Linked DNA regions of Capsicum annuum: region 2 is linked to region 1. The links are chromatin contacts, called in public Hi-C maps. All regions are on one chromosome and are shown on one strand. The core of a region is the stretch at or near the end of the contact, and the rest is flanking DNA. Distances in the headings are between cores, read along the strand shown. Region 1 has its middle 190 kb from the start of LOC107877896. Region 2 has its middle 32 kb from the start of LOC107877896.

What was found. Hi-C and Micro-C count contacts between places; a contact is called where the count stands out from the background.
Region 2: a Hi-C map of placenta shows a contact between it and region 1, with 2.5 times the contacts expected there. The contact joins two enhancer-like sites. A contact is called at or near these places in 2 of 5 Hi-C or Micro-C datasets (leaf and placenta).

What each region holds. Positions count from the first base shown.
Region 1 is chr7:113,559,444-113,566,246 of UCD10Xv1.1, reverse strand. No RefSeq gene overlaps it. Among protein-coding and RNA genes, the nearest start is that of LOC107877896, 190 kb to the left of the region's middle. Within about 2 kb of position 2,561, at least 1 of the 5 cell types and tissues checked has an H3K27ac peak or open chromatin away from gene starts, as enhancers often do.
Region 2 is chr7:113,715,122-113,721,924 of UCD10Xv1.1, reverse strand. No RefSeq gene overlaps it. Among protein-coding and RNA genes, the nearest start is that of LOC107877896, 32 kb to the left of the region's middle. Within about 2 kb of position 2,449, at least 4 of the 5 cell types and tissues checked have an H3K27ac peak or open chromatin away from gene starts, as enhancers often do.

The DNA of each region.
Region 1 (6,803 bases), core at 1,312-3,811:
AAAACGAATAGACTTGAATTTAATTTAAAACAAATAAATGGTGTTTTAAACATGTTTTAATTTTTTTTCATATTTGACTGATTAGATTTTTGAAAAAAAAATATTTTCCCGATAGAAAAAGTCTCTGTAGACTTATGAAAATGACTTTGTGGAAGTAGAAAAATTATATTCCGCATTTCACATTTATTGAGCCCTTCGTTATTCAATACACCTTGTTTTCACTCCTACCGATAGATCCCATCCCCATCACCCCATATCCACCTCTCATAGTACTTATCTAAATTATATATAAAGAATTTTTAAATAATATTTTACTTACACACTGAATATAAGAAAATAAAGTAAGTAACACACTAAATTTTTAAAAAATATTTTTAAATTAATATTTTTCATTAAAAAACATGTTTGTATCAAACACACCCAAAAAGAGAATAGATATTATTATTAAGATGTAATAAATGCTATGATTAGAAATGAGACTGTAAGTTCAAAGTTGCACAAATTTTACTAAAATGTAAAAAAAAAATATTGTCCTCTATCCTTTTTTTTTTTTTTTACAATTGTTGATTTGGTACTCCTATTAAAAAGCTATTTAATAGGAGTTTGTTTGTTTATCTCGATAATTATGTTTTAAAATCATATAATTGACAATTATTGGACCTGTGAGAACGACCAAGCCCCCAAGATCCTCACTCATATTAAGTAGTTATATAGTTACTTAATGATAACAATAATATTGAAGGAAAATAATCTATCTCTCTTGATTTGCTAAAATAATAAGTAAAAAGAGACTATTTCTTTAACAAAAGGTCAAGAAAACGAAAAAGAGAGAAAAATGTACTCTCTCAATTCCTTTTTACTTGTTTCTTTAACTTGACAAATAACTTAAGAATCAAATATATTAAGAGTAAAACATACTAAATTATCTTTACTAATTATATTTTAAGAAATTAAATCTAGATATTAATATTTTATTTAAGTACTTATTAATAATAATGATATAGAAAAAAGTTATAAATCTTTTGTGACTTACAAAAATAAATAAGTTAGAAAAGTAATTAATTTTTAATATAAAAAATAAGTAAAAAAGAACAAGTAACCAAATAAGGAACAAGAACAGATTTACAAAAGATTACTACTATCTATAATTCAATTATAAATATATAAATAAAAATATTATAAAATAATAAATGAGGACTAATGTAACAATATGTATGAAAAAAAAAACATGTGTGACTATCTAAGTAGGGGTGTTCATGGTTTGATTAAAAATCAAACCGAACCACGAACCAAACCAAACCGATTAAAAAAATTGATATTTGGTTTGATTTGGTTTTAAATTTTTAAGACTGACACTTAGGTGATTTGGATTTGGGTTTACTCTAAAATAACCAAACCGAACCGATAAAAATTATATATATATATACACACACACACACACATATATATATGTATATATATGTATACACACATACATATGCATATATAAATTATTTATATATTATTAAATAAAATATAAATATGTTTTATATTTTAAATTTTAATCATGAATTTAACTTTAGTCATAGTACTTTTAGTCATATGTCTCCATCTAGTTGATGATACGTTATGAGACTCTATACGATTTTCGCACTTTGAATGGCAAATGATACTAATTGTGAAATTATCTTGTTGTCTATGGGATTTTATAGGTGAGTTTATTAGACAATAAATAATCACTAGTTTTGAACTTTCTTTTTGGTCTCTATTGAGCAAAAAATTTATGTGTTTATCCTTTAGAGGGTTTACCATATCATTCTCTTATATGTAGTTTCTAAACACTTTTGTAGAAGCATTCATATGGTATTGTCCATGGTGTTGCGTAAGTATAACACTAAATTTATAACACTAAATTAACATCTTAGTTTCAAGGTTGAGGAACAACACTCGATTGACATCTCATATGTTGGATTGAATTTTTTTTAAGAAAACTTTCAACTTTTATCGTTAACTAAAGTTATAAACCGAAAAACCAAACCGAACCGAACTAAACCGACAAAAACCAAACCGATGGTTATTTTTTTGTGTTGGTTTGGTTTGATTTTAGAAATTTAAAAATCGACTAAGTTGGTTTGGTTATGGTTTCGATCAATAACCGACCCAAATCGACCCACGAACACCCCTATATCTAAGTACTTAAAAAAAAATTGTGTGGACTACTAAAAGGGAGATTCTCCCTTCTATCTTATATTATTTGTCATCCTTCTATAAATAATTTTACAAATTCAAAACAAAACTAATTACATTTTTTAAATTCCATCCTTACAATTAAATTTTAATACATCTGAAAATTTAATTTAAGAAAAGTTTCTTACTAATAATTTTTTTAAAAGAGCTAAAAGAAAAAAGAGAAAATTAATATGAAATAAAAGAAGCATAACATCAATATACTTCAACTTTAGAAACACCACGTAGGAATGGACTTATAAGAGAAAATGAGTGCAAAATAGGAAATGAAGTGGCAGACAGGTGTAACTTGATGATTGATGTCCTCAAAGAATCAAACTTCCACTTTTGGCCTTGTGAGGACGACAAAGATTTGGGATTCTCATAATAACTAGTTTCGGTTAACCCGTGTTAAGCCCGGCCCAAACTTACATTTAAAAAAAAATTATAGATATTTTTAAATTTTACTTGTTCTTATTTTTTTATTTTTTTTGACATCAATGTGATAGTTTTTAAGGATTTTTAAAATAATACAGTACAAAATAGTATTGAAAAGTTAAAGGATAATATTTTTCTTAATTTAAATATTAGATTTAAAAAAAAAAATCAAAACAAATGCGTGTATTAAAGTTCTAATTTCTATTTTTCTGAAATCTTTTGAGTTTCTAATCTCTAATTACTCAAATTGAGCTTTTATCATAAATTATTAGGAGATCAAATTCTAATTTCTTTAACTACCTTTTTCTCTCAGCATTTTCAGAATATATACAAAAATAATATTTCTTATATATTTTTAATATGATAATTTATCAAGTAAATTTTATATTAAAAGTGTGTGCACATAAAATTAGATTAACTAACTATCATATTATGAAATTTATTTTTTGACTGAAATGAAAGAATTATAACTAACATTTTTGACACATTTTAAAAGTTTTTAACAATGATAAATTTAATTATGGTTATTCTTTAGTATAAAATATAATTTTACATAAATGAAATCTTTGTTGATTACTTATGTTGTCGTCATGCACAAATAAAAATACAGATAAAATTAAAATAAAATAAACTATACTTATTAATCGATAACTAAAAATTTAAATTACAAATTAAACATTATAAATAACATCAACAAATAATATTATGAGAAAAATATTTTAATTCAATAATTAAGCGTATATCAGGCTAGAAATTGAACAATAGAATAACTATTTATGTGTTTATAATTAATTGTTAAGATCAAATATAATTTGAAACATGTTCAATAACATATTCAAAAAAAATAATGACTCAAATATGTGTGAGTGCTTTGTGGGGGCCACAATCACCTTTTTCATTTTTAGTAGCATGTAGAAAACCTTAAAATTTTTAAAATTTACTAAAATGTGTGTTAACTTATAAAGTAATAAAAAACTTCAATTAAGGATAAAAGAGAACAAAAAAAATCATGTGAGGACTACCAAAAAAACTTATTCTCTCTTATATATAATAAAAAAAATATTAATATAGATAGAAAATATGAAATAAATGTTAAATAATTAATAATCTACAAAACTTATTTTTGTTGTAAGAGGTTAGTTCTTAAGATGTCATTTGCATAACCTAATGCAAGACTATTTTCCTTTATTAATAAATGTTAAATAATTAATAATGTACAAAATTTAATTTTGTAGTAAGAGGCTAGTTCTTCAGATGTCACTTAGCATAACCTCATGCAAGACCATTCTCTTTTATTATATATAGAGATATGAAATATGCAATAAATATGGAATAAATGTTAAATAATTAATAATCTACAACACTTATTTTTGTTGTAAGAGGCTAGTTCTTAAGATGTCACTTGGCATAACCTCATGCAAGACTATTCTCCTTTAGTGTATATATATATATATATATATATATATATGAAATAAATATAAAATAAATGTAAAATAATTAATAATCTATAAAAATTAATTTTGTTGTAAGATGTTAGTTCTTAAGATGTCACTTGGCATAACCTCATGCAAAGTTATTCTCCTATGTATATATATACTACTTTAGAGTACGCTCTCTACGTGTGTACCTCGCTTCAATGAGTTCAATTTTACAATATTATAAAAGAAAATGTCTTGATTAAAAATAAATTGATGATTTTATTAAATATGAAAAATACTTAAATAAAAAAATTAATATATACATACAAAATCATATAAAAGCATTAAAAACAATTTAAACTAAATTAAGAAAAACTATAATGGCTATAGGACGACAAAAAATGCTTAAAAAAAATTTTGATATGACATATGGGGCAATTCATATGTCGTTAGAAGTGTTAGAGGGCAACAAATTAATATCTTTACTATTATAAGAAAAACTAAGGAAAGAATTTTAACAAAGAAACACCGACGTCTATCAACAAAATATTTCAACATGAATTATATGATACAACAAACAAACAGTGCATAAAAAGCCTGTCAAAAAGGAGAAAAATAATAACTGAATCAATTGATATCACTATAATAATAGTGTTATATGATGTTGTTTTGAAAAATTTAGCACTATACATTATCAAAATATATAAAAAATATATTTATAAACTATCAAATACATGTGAAACGAATAAAACTTGCAGTAGTTGGAAGGAGAAATACAATTTCCGTAAAAAGTAGTCGAAAAGGGAAAGATAGAAACTTTCGATTTTTCCTGCTACTTTATTCTGCAGCAACATACTCGTTTAATATGATTTTTCAACTGAAAGAGAAACATGAGAAATTATTAAAAAGGAAAATCCCTTGTCAATTATATATAATACATATATAATATTTAAATTTTATTAACTAAAAAGATGAAGAAGAAAAAAAGAATGATAATAAGGGATGCAAGAAGAAAACTTTAATAAATCATCAATCAAAATATCAAATATCAAAATCAGAAGAAAATGTAGAAGCACAACAATTGATAGACATATCAAAATAAGAAGAAAACATAGAAGCATAATAATTTATAGACATTCTTTTTTTATATAAGGTAAAATTTTAATTAATTTAGACATATTAAATTTTATAATTTCTTACCTACCTCATTTTAATTAATTTGAAAGTCCTAAATATTAGGATAATTATTATACTTTCTCATATTTGCTTCTTAATTTTTTTTTCTTTCCAATTTTTTTTATTATTTTGGTTATTAAATTTATTCCTTTCCATGTATAGCTTTTTATGTAAATAGCTGTTAGGACTCTTTTTTCCAACTAAAAATTTAGCAAATTTATTTCTCTTAGGTACATGAACCCCCCCCCCCCCCCCCCCCCCCCGAAAAAAAAAAAAAAAACCCAACCTACGGATTCCTCTAATTTTGGCACTTTTTGTATCTTCTTTGTTCTATAAATATTGTTTTAATAAAATTATAAGAACCCTTTATTATATAAGGTAAATTTTAACTGATTTAAAAATGTTAAATAATGTGGTTTCTTACCATGATAAAAAAAGAACTCTAATTAACTTTAAAATACTAAATATTAGAACAATAATTTAATATTATAATGATTTAAGAAAAAAGGTGAAAAGATGATTTTGTCTAAAGTGAGGACATTTACTGAAGGGTAAAAAGTTCAAATCACTTTTTTAAGGGTTTCACACTTTTAATATATTATAGATAGATTTTATATATATATATTACTATTAATAAGTGTGAAGAAGCAGGCAACTCTTCGTCAACATATCTGCTTCTTCAGCTACCCCGTGATTTTACTATATTATCCCTAATTAATTATTTTAAGTCATTTATATATAGGAAAATTAATAATATTTAATTAAAAAAAGGTAAAATAGACATTTATGACATGTCTATTTCAGCTGCTTTAATCGTAGTTTTATTATATCACTCTAATTAATTATTATAAGTCATTTAAGTATTAAAAAAATTAATAATATTTAATAAATAATAAAATAGACATAAATGATAAATTAATTCTTGATATTTTAAATTAATAGGACATCTTATGTGAGACTCATTTAAAAAGTTTTCGCACGTATGTTTGCTCCATGATTTTACTATATTACACTTAATTAATTATTATAAGACATTTACGTATAAGTAAATTAATAATATTTAATTTAAAAAAAGGTAAAATAGAAATTTATGACATGTCTGCTTCAGCTGCTTCAATCGTAATTTTACTATATCACCCCTAATTAATTATTATAAGTCATTTAGATATTAAGAAGTTAATAATATTTAATAAAAAATAAAATTGACATAAAATGATAAATTAATTCTTGATATTTTAAATTAACATGACATTTTATATGAGACTCATTTAATTTTTTTTTCACAAATATTTTCTTATAGTAATTTTGCTATATCACTTCTAATTTGGTATTATAAATCATTTAGGACATATCCGCTTCACTTCTTTAATCATAAAATTTGATTGCCTTTTGAATTTATTTCAGTGCCACTTAAATTGAAATAGAATAAAAATTATTATAAATCATGATAATTAAAAACTTAAATTATTTAAGAAAATAATTGACTATCAATACCACAATAATTTGGATAAGGAGAGTAACATATATTATTTGAAAATTACATAAAGAATATTATAAATTACAATA
Region 2 (6,803 bases), core at 1,200-3,699, 160 kb before region 1:
AATGTTGCTTTGCTGATTTGACACTCTTTGATTTCAACATCAACATGACATATTTAAGACTATAAGGGATTGTTTGGTACAAGGAATAAGGTTTAGGATTAACTTTATCTCATATTTGGTATGATGTATTACTTATTCCCGAAACTATTTTGTCCTACCATTTATACTAAAATGATGAAATTACTATCCCATGTAGAGGATTCGATAAAATAATTCATGGAATCTCCAAAAACATGGGATATCCTTACTTATCCCATTCTATTGTACCAAACAACCCTTAAAATCTCGAATATTATGGAACATATGTATATCTCTATCTTTATTTTTCGATCACAAAAGTTAAAAATCTTTCTGGCTTTCTTAAATTCTAAGTCAAATCAATATAATAAAAGAAAATTGAAACTGCAGTCATAACTATCTTATGAACCAGTATTGTCGTATGTGATGATAAGTCGATCATATATAATCCACCTAATTAAATAATTTTAAATAAGGCCAAATCCATCGGCGACCCCCTAAACTTGGCACGATCTTTCACTTTGGCACCTCAACTGGACGTTGTTCATTTTTGACACCTCAAGTAGTCATAAAGTGTGTCACTTTGACACCTTTCGGCATCAACTCTAGTGCGTGAATTACACGCGCTTCCAGCATGGATTAAGTGGCCAACTAATTTGTGTCAACTCATTTTAAAGGCCACATCATTATTTACACCCACAATTTTTTAAAAAACAAAAAAGGATCAAAATACATGGCTAAGTGTCCAATAAATTATTGACACGTAATTTTTTAATTAAATAGTTACAAAAAAGACCACATCTTCCCCATCTAACATTTTTAAGTTCAACCTCCATTAATGGAAGCTGAACCTCCATTAATGGAGGTAGAATTTTTCAGAAAAATAAACATACCTCCTCATTCGCTGAGGATGATAGATTCGCCTTAAAAGCTTCACGAATTTCAGACATGGAGAAAGAGGAGGCCACTGTTCAGTTAAAAAATTATTTAACGGAAGAAAACATAAATAATTAAATCCTTTTTATGCCATATAGTTTGTTAATATTTAAGGTTTTTTCTTTGACCAATTTGCCTTTTGATTCTTTTCTACTAGTAAAAAATCCACTATCCTTATGGAAAAGCAAAAAAAAAATTGCATTTGCCCTCCTAAATAATTTCATTTTTCTTTGCACACTTTGTTTTTAATAAAATTACCCAAAGAAGTAAATCATTGAATTTTTAGTGATTCTTTGCATTTTTTAGGAGTTTTGGAGAAATATTGATTTGGGTATTTCTTATTGAATTTTTAGTGATTCTTTGCATTTTTTTAGGAGTTTTGAAGAAATATTGATTTGGTATTTCTTATTTAAAAGTATGCAGGGATGACTGATGTTATGTATTTATGGAGAAGGTCGTATGTGTCTGTTCACTAGTAAAAGAAAATGGTGAAGAAAGGAGTATTTTATTGTGTTCTTTATGTGTGTTGATGGAATGAACATTTTTTTTCTTTTGGGTGTTAATGATGTCGTGGGTGGAAGAGGAGAATTTTGGGTTGCTGCTTTGGGTGTAATTTGATTGTTGTTAGTGTGTTAGTATGTTTCATTGATTCTTGAAAAATTCAACCTCCATTAATGAGGTTATGCTAAAGAAAAATTGTGTGGAGAAGACAATGTGAGAGACTTTTTTGTAATTATTTGGTCAATAAAACATGTGTCATTAATTCATTAGATCAATTGTTGCTGATTTATCTAATCATTTTCAATAATTTTAAAAAAAATTTAAAGATGAAAAAATTATGAAAATACCTCTCAAAAATTACAAAAATACCACTGAAACGCGCCCAAAAGCGAGTGTAATACGCTCTCTTTGCTGAATCAGCAAAAGGTGTCAAAGTGACACAGTTTATAGCTACTTGAGGTGTCAAAAGTGAACAACGTCCAGTTGAGGTGCCAAAGTGAAATATCGTGCCAAATTTAGGATGCTGCCGATGGGTTTGGCCTTTAAATAATGTGAGGTATTTTAATGTAAAGCCTTTGCCTCTTAATTTAGTTAAAGAAATTATACTTGTTTATTCTAATTGCCGTTGATTTTGATTTATTTTTACTTATTACTAAAACTCATCGTCTAAGATAATGTAATGTTTGAAAGACCTGTTACATATTTTCTCAGCTTTCCCTACTCTAACTTCTAGAAAGATCCAAAAATGCAGTGATTAAGTTATTTAGCAACCATTGGATATGGAGTTATGCTTACCTATCTAAATATAATATATTATCAGAGCAGGTTTATTAATTAGTAAAAGTGGCAAAGATTATTTTTCTCATACCCCATTTAAATTATGTATCCCAATGTCAAATAAAATAGTGAATGGGGTTATGAGACGCTTTCCCTGCAATGATTTAGTCAGAGGTCAAAGGATGAATACTGATTTATCTAATTCTACATATCCTATCCGCAAGGACTTTGTAAGCAAACGGGTAGGTTTGTTACCAAAGTGGTTGGTTCATCTTCTAGAAGCTTAGCTCATGAACAAAATCCAAATTTATTGGTTTGACCTTTGCAAATACTTTCTCAAAATTCATATAGTAATGGAGTACTAGTACTATCATATGATTTATTTAACACTGAACTACCAATATTAAGTTTAATGAATGGACGCAATTATACTTATTGAATTAAGAGTTTTATACTATACAATAGTCTAACAAATCCCACACACAAGAATTTTTTAAACTTTTTTTTTCAACATTTTAATAGTCTACAATGTATAATTGATCAATATATTATTGCGATATAATCTTATATACTCAGTGTGTATTTTAACTGTACTTTTATACACTTGTTATGTATTATGCATACACTCCATATGTGTGTAGAGTAGATCATATATTCCACACCTACACCTACAAGACAAATCCATAGTCTATTAATTAGTCCTAGTATCATAGGTGACCGAACGCGCCTTAGTGCCCTATTTGAAATTGCTTATTTTAAAAAAAAAAAATAAAAAAAAAAATAAAAAAAAAAAAAAAAAAAAAAATATATATATATATATATATATATTTATTTTGAGAAAAAAATATTTTTTTTATGAAAGAAAGGTGTTTGATAACTTACAAAAGTGCTTTTAGAGAGAAGCAGAAATAGTTTCTTTGTTTTTGGGAAGAAGAAGAAAAATTTTATTTTTCAAAAAAAGCAGAAGAAAAATTATTTTTTTCATGACAAAATATCCTTAAATAAATTAACATATCTTATAAATTTGATTAAAGTTTGATTTTAAAATTTTATACTTCATATTTACATCATAATACTTTATTTTATTTTATGATTTACATATTATTAGTTTATTTTCACTCATTTTCTTTAAATAAATTTGAAAATATCATTGATGATGATGACTGAAATATATAAAACTTTTTATTTTTTATCATTAATGGTATCAAATGACAGATAAATCACGTAATGAGATTATATTTTGATAGCACTTGCAATTTTTTTTTTTGAATATTTAATTTTAAATAAATAATTCGTGAAAAGTGATATTTAAATTATTTAAGTAATATATCATCACTTAATATTTTTAATATATTTATATACATAAATATTGATTGAAAATTTTAGAATACGTACTTTTTAATTAAATACAAATAAAATAAAATATTATAATAGTTATTTAAAATAAATTTTCTCTATAAATTAATCTTAGTACTAAAAGTCAATTAATACATGTCCTTTTTGGTCATTTGTCTCAAAAAAATACTTCTTAAAAAAGATTATCCAAATATAATATATTTATGAAAAGTACTTTTTAAATGAATTTATCAAACACAAATTATTTTTTTTCAAAAGCACTTTTCTGAAAAGCTATTTTATAAAAGTGTTTCTCAAATAAACAGTTTTGTAACACCAATCACAAACGAATTCTTAATTATTAGATTGAGATGCAATAATTTCATAAATACCCAGTGAAGATATGATAAATAAATAACATATACAATTCAACGTTCGAAGTTGATAATATCATGATATTAAAGTCAAAAAATACAACGATCCGCCCAATCAGACTTAATATAAATGTAGTCATTTAAAATCTTTTCATGAAAATGTCCCTTCACACCGAATGCACGTGGTAGGGTGGCATGCTTGGGATGTTCAGTTCAATCAAACTAACAAATATATATATATATAAAGGAGACTTAAAATAATGCTTATGTGGCATACTTTTAAGGCCTTCATTTTTATTTTTCTTTTTTCTCACTTTTTGACTTTTTTTTTTTTTATGATTTCTTGTTTTATAATCGAATAATTAATCATATTCTATCCCATTTAGTAAGTATCATTAAATTCTTTAACAGTCATATTAATTTACTAGAATACTTATCCGCACTTCGCGCGGTTAAAATAACCAATTAGTTGAATATCAACTTCAATAATAGAAAATTAAATTTAAGAACCAGACATCTTTAATGATTCTGCCATCTTTTTTATTAGTTTAATATCATATATAATTTCTTCGACAGGTAAATAATGAGAAACTATTTTAAATTAAACATAACCTATGCAAATTATGTGAAATTAAATACTGAAGAATAAAATAATAACATTACAAAAATCTTGGGGATACAAACCCGATACAATCACCTCCTTTCATCATTTTATTTCTTAATATGAACTTGACACTTACATATGATAAATATAAATATTCATATTCATAATGCTACAGTTTTTTTCTCAGTTAGGAAAAGTGAGATTTTGACCTCTTACATGAAAGGAAGAAAATGACGCATTCAAAATTTTTATTTTTATTTTTTCAAATCGAAAACCAAATAGAAAAAACAAATAAAGAAAAATCTTAGTCCGAAACCTAACCGAAAAATTAATCCAAATTAAAATTTCGTTTGATTTGATTTGGTTTTTCAGTTTAATCTGAATAATGCCTACCCCTACTTTCAGATCTCTTATGTATAAAAATATAGATCTCTTATGTATAAAGATCAAAATCTCTTATAAAAAGGATATAAAACTCTCTCCAGAGCTTATTTTATGAGATTCCATTGACATTGGTGTTGCACTTGCAATTTTTTTAAAATGATGGGAAACAGAAAGGAAGACAAGAAATAGAAAAAATTCAATTCAATATATCTTTTATCATTGATATGATCAAATTCCATAATTAATTTTCTAAATAGGAAATAAAAGGAAAGTAAAGAAACATGAAAATTCGAGAAAGGTTAAAATTTAATTATTGGTGTGTTGTAATACCAAAATCTCCATTGAAATATGAATTGTGATCAAGCTTCATTACAAACGGTTCAAGAGGTTACAATCTTCAACTTTATGGGATTTTGATTGATTAACTGTCATCTTAAATATTGAAAATCTATTAATAAATGTTGTATCATTTTTGTGGAATTACATTGAATATGTTGTTGTATGCCATCGATAAATGCTACCGAATTACTATTTTTTTATGATCAATTATCATTTCTCCAGTTAAGCATGATAAAAAAATAAAATGAAATGAGATGAAAAAAATTGGTTATTTAATATCTCCAAGAACAGCAACAAAACAAATTGTAAAGCTACATTGCTGCACTCTTTCTGAGGACATATTTGTTCATGCATTTTGTCGATAGAAGCATAATTTTGCTTATAAATGAGAAGATAGAGCCCTAATTGATTGATGGTCACAGTCTTGCCATAAAATACAATCTTGAGCTATAAGACCTTTTTTCATGCACAACTCATCCTGTCATAAGCTATCAATACAAAAAATTTATGGAAAAGTTAGAATCAAGAATTGTGTATATTTTAATTTAGAAAATAAGGAATAACTCACTAAATGTATATTTTAATTTAGAAAATAAGGAATACCTCACTAAATATTTAAAATAACATACCTCGATTCTCCAATCTCCTGCTTTTCAAAAAATTTTATTTAGAAATTGGTGCATCTTACACATAGAAAAAAAATTGTATCCCATAAGTATAGAAAAAAATAAGATCAAACAATACAAAGGGAAAAAAAAAAGAGTAAACAATATAATACAAAAATGTTCTCATAAACTTTCAGGAAATATTATATACGAATGCTATAAAATTGATCTTTTGTACAACAGGCCAACAACACTAATAATAATCATTGTTATTTTGATAAAAGTGATGGACGCTGCACTTCTTAGTTCCATTGTATTGTATAACTAAATGGGGACTTTTGAAATTTATATAGAAGAAAACAAAATAGAATTAGACTATTGGGTTTCTATAATTATTGCAGAATATAACGTGAGGTATTAAAAAAATCTATCCTCTTAATTTACATGGAACATGTAACATCAATTGAAAATAACTGAAATCTTTAATTTCTATGTTAAATAAGAGAGTTAAATGAGTGTTTTTTGAGTTTTTAGTACACAAAACATAAAAGGAAAAATATAGAAAAAATGTCAAAAATGAGAAAAAGAAAAATATAAATAGAGGTCATAGAAAGGTGACACATCACCTTCTTTATTAGCTTTCTTTATATTATACTAGTATACGTACCCGTGCGATGAACGGATAATATTAAAATATTATTTTTTAATTATTCATATTATTTCACAATGAAATACGAAAAACAAATCTATCCCAACCAACCTCCCCTTCAACCTACACCTCCACATACCCACCCCCCCCCCTTCCACATCAACCCACCTCACCTCTCACCCAACCCCTAACCAAATTTATATTTAAATAAACAGTCATGCAACAGTTTCATATTTTACTCTATTATATTATTCACAAAAAAAAAAATCTATCCCCCATCA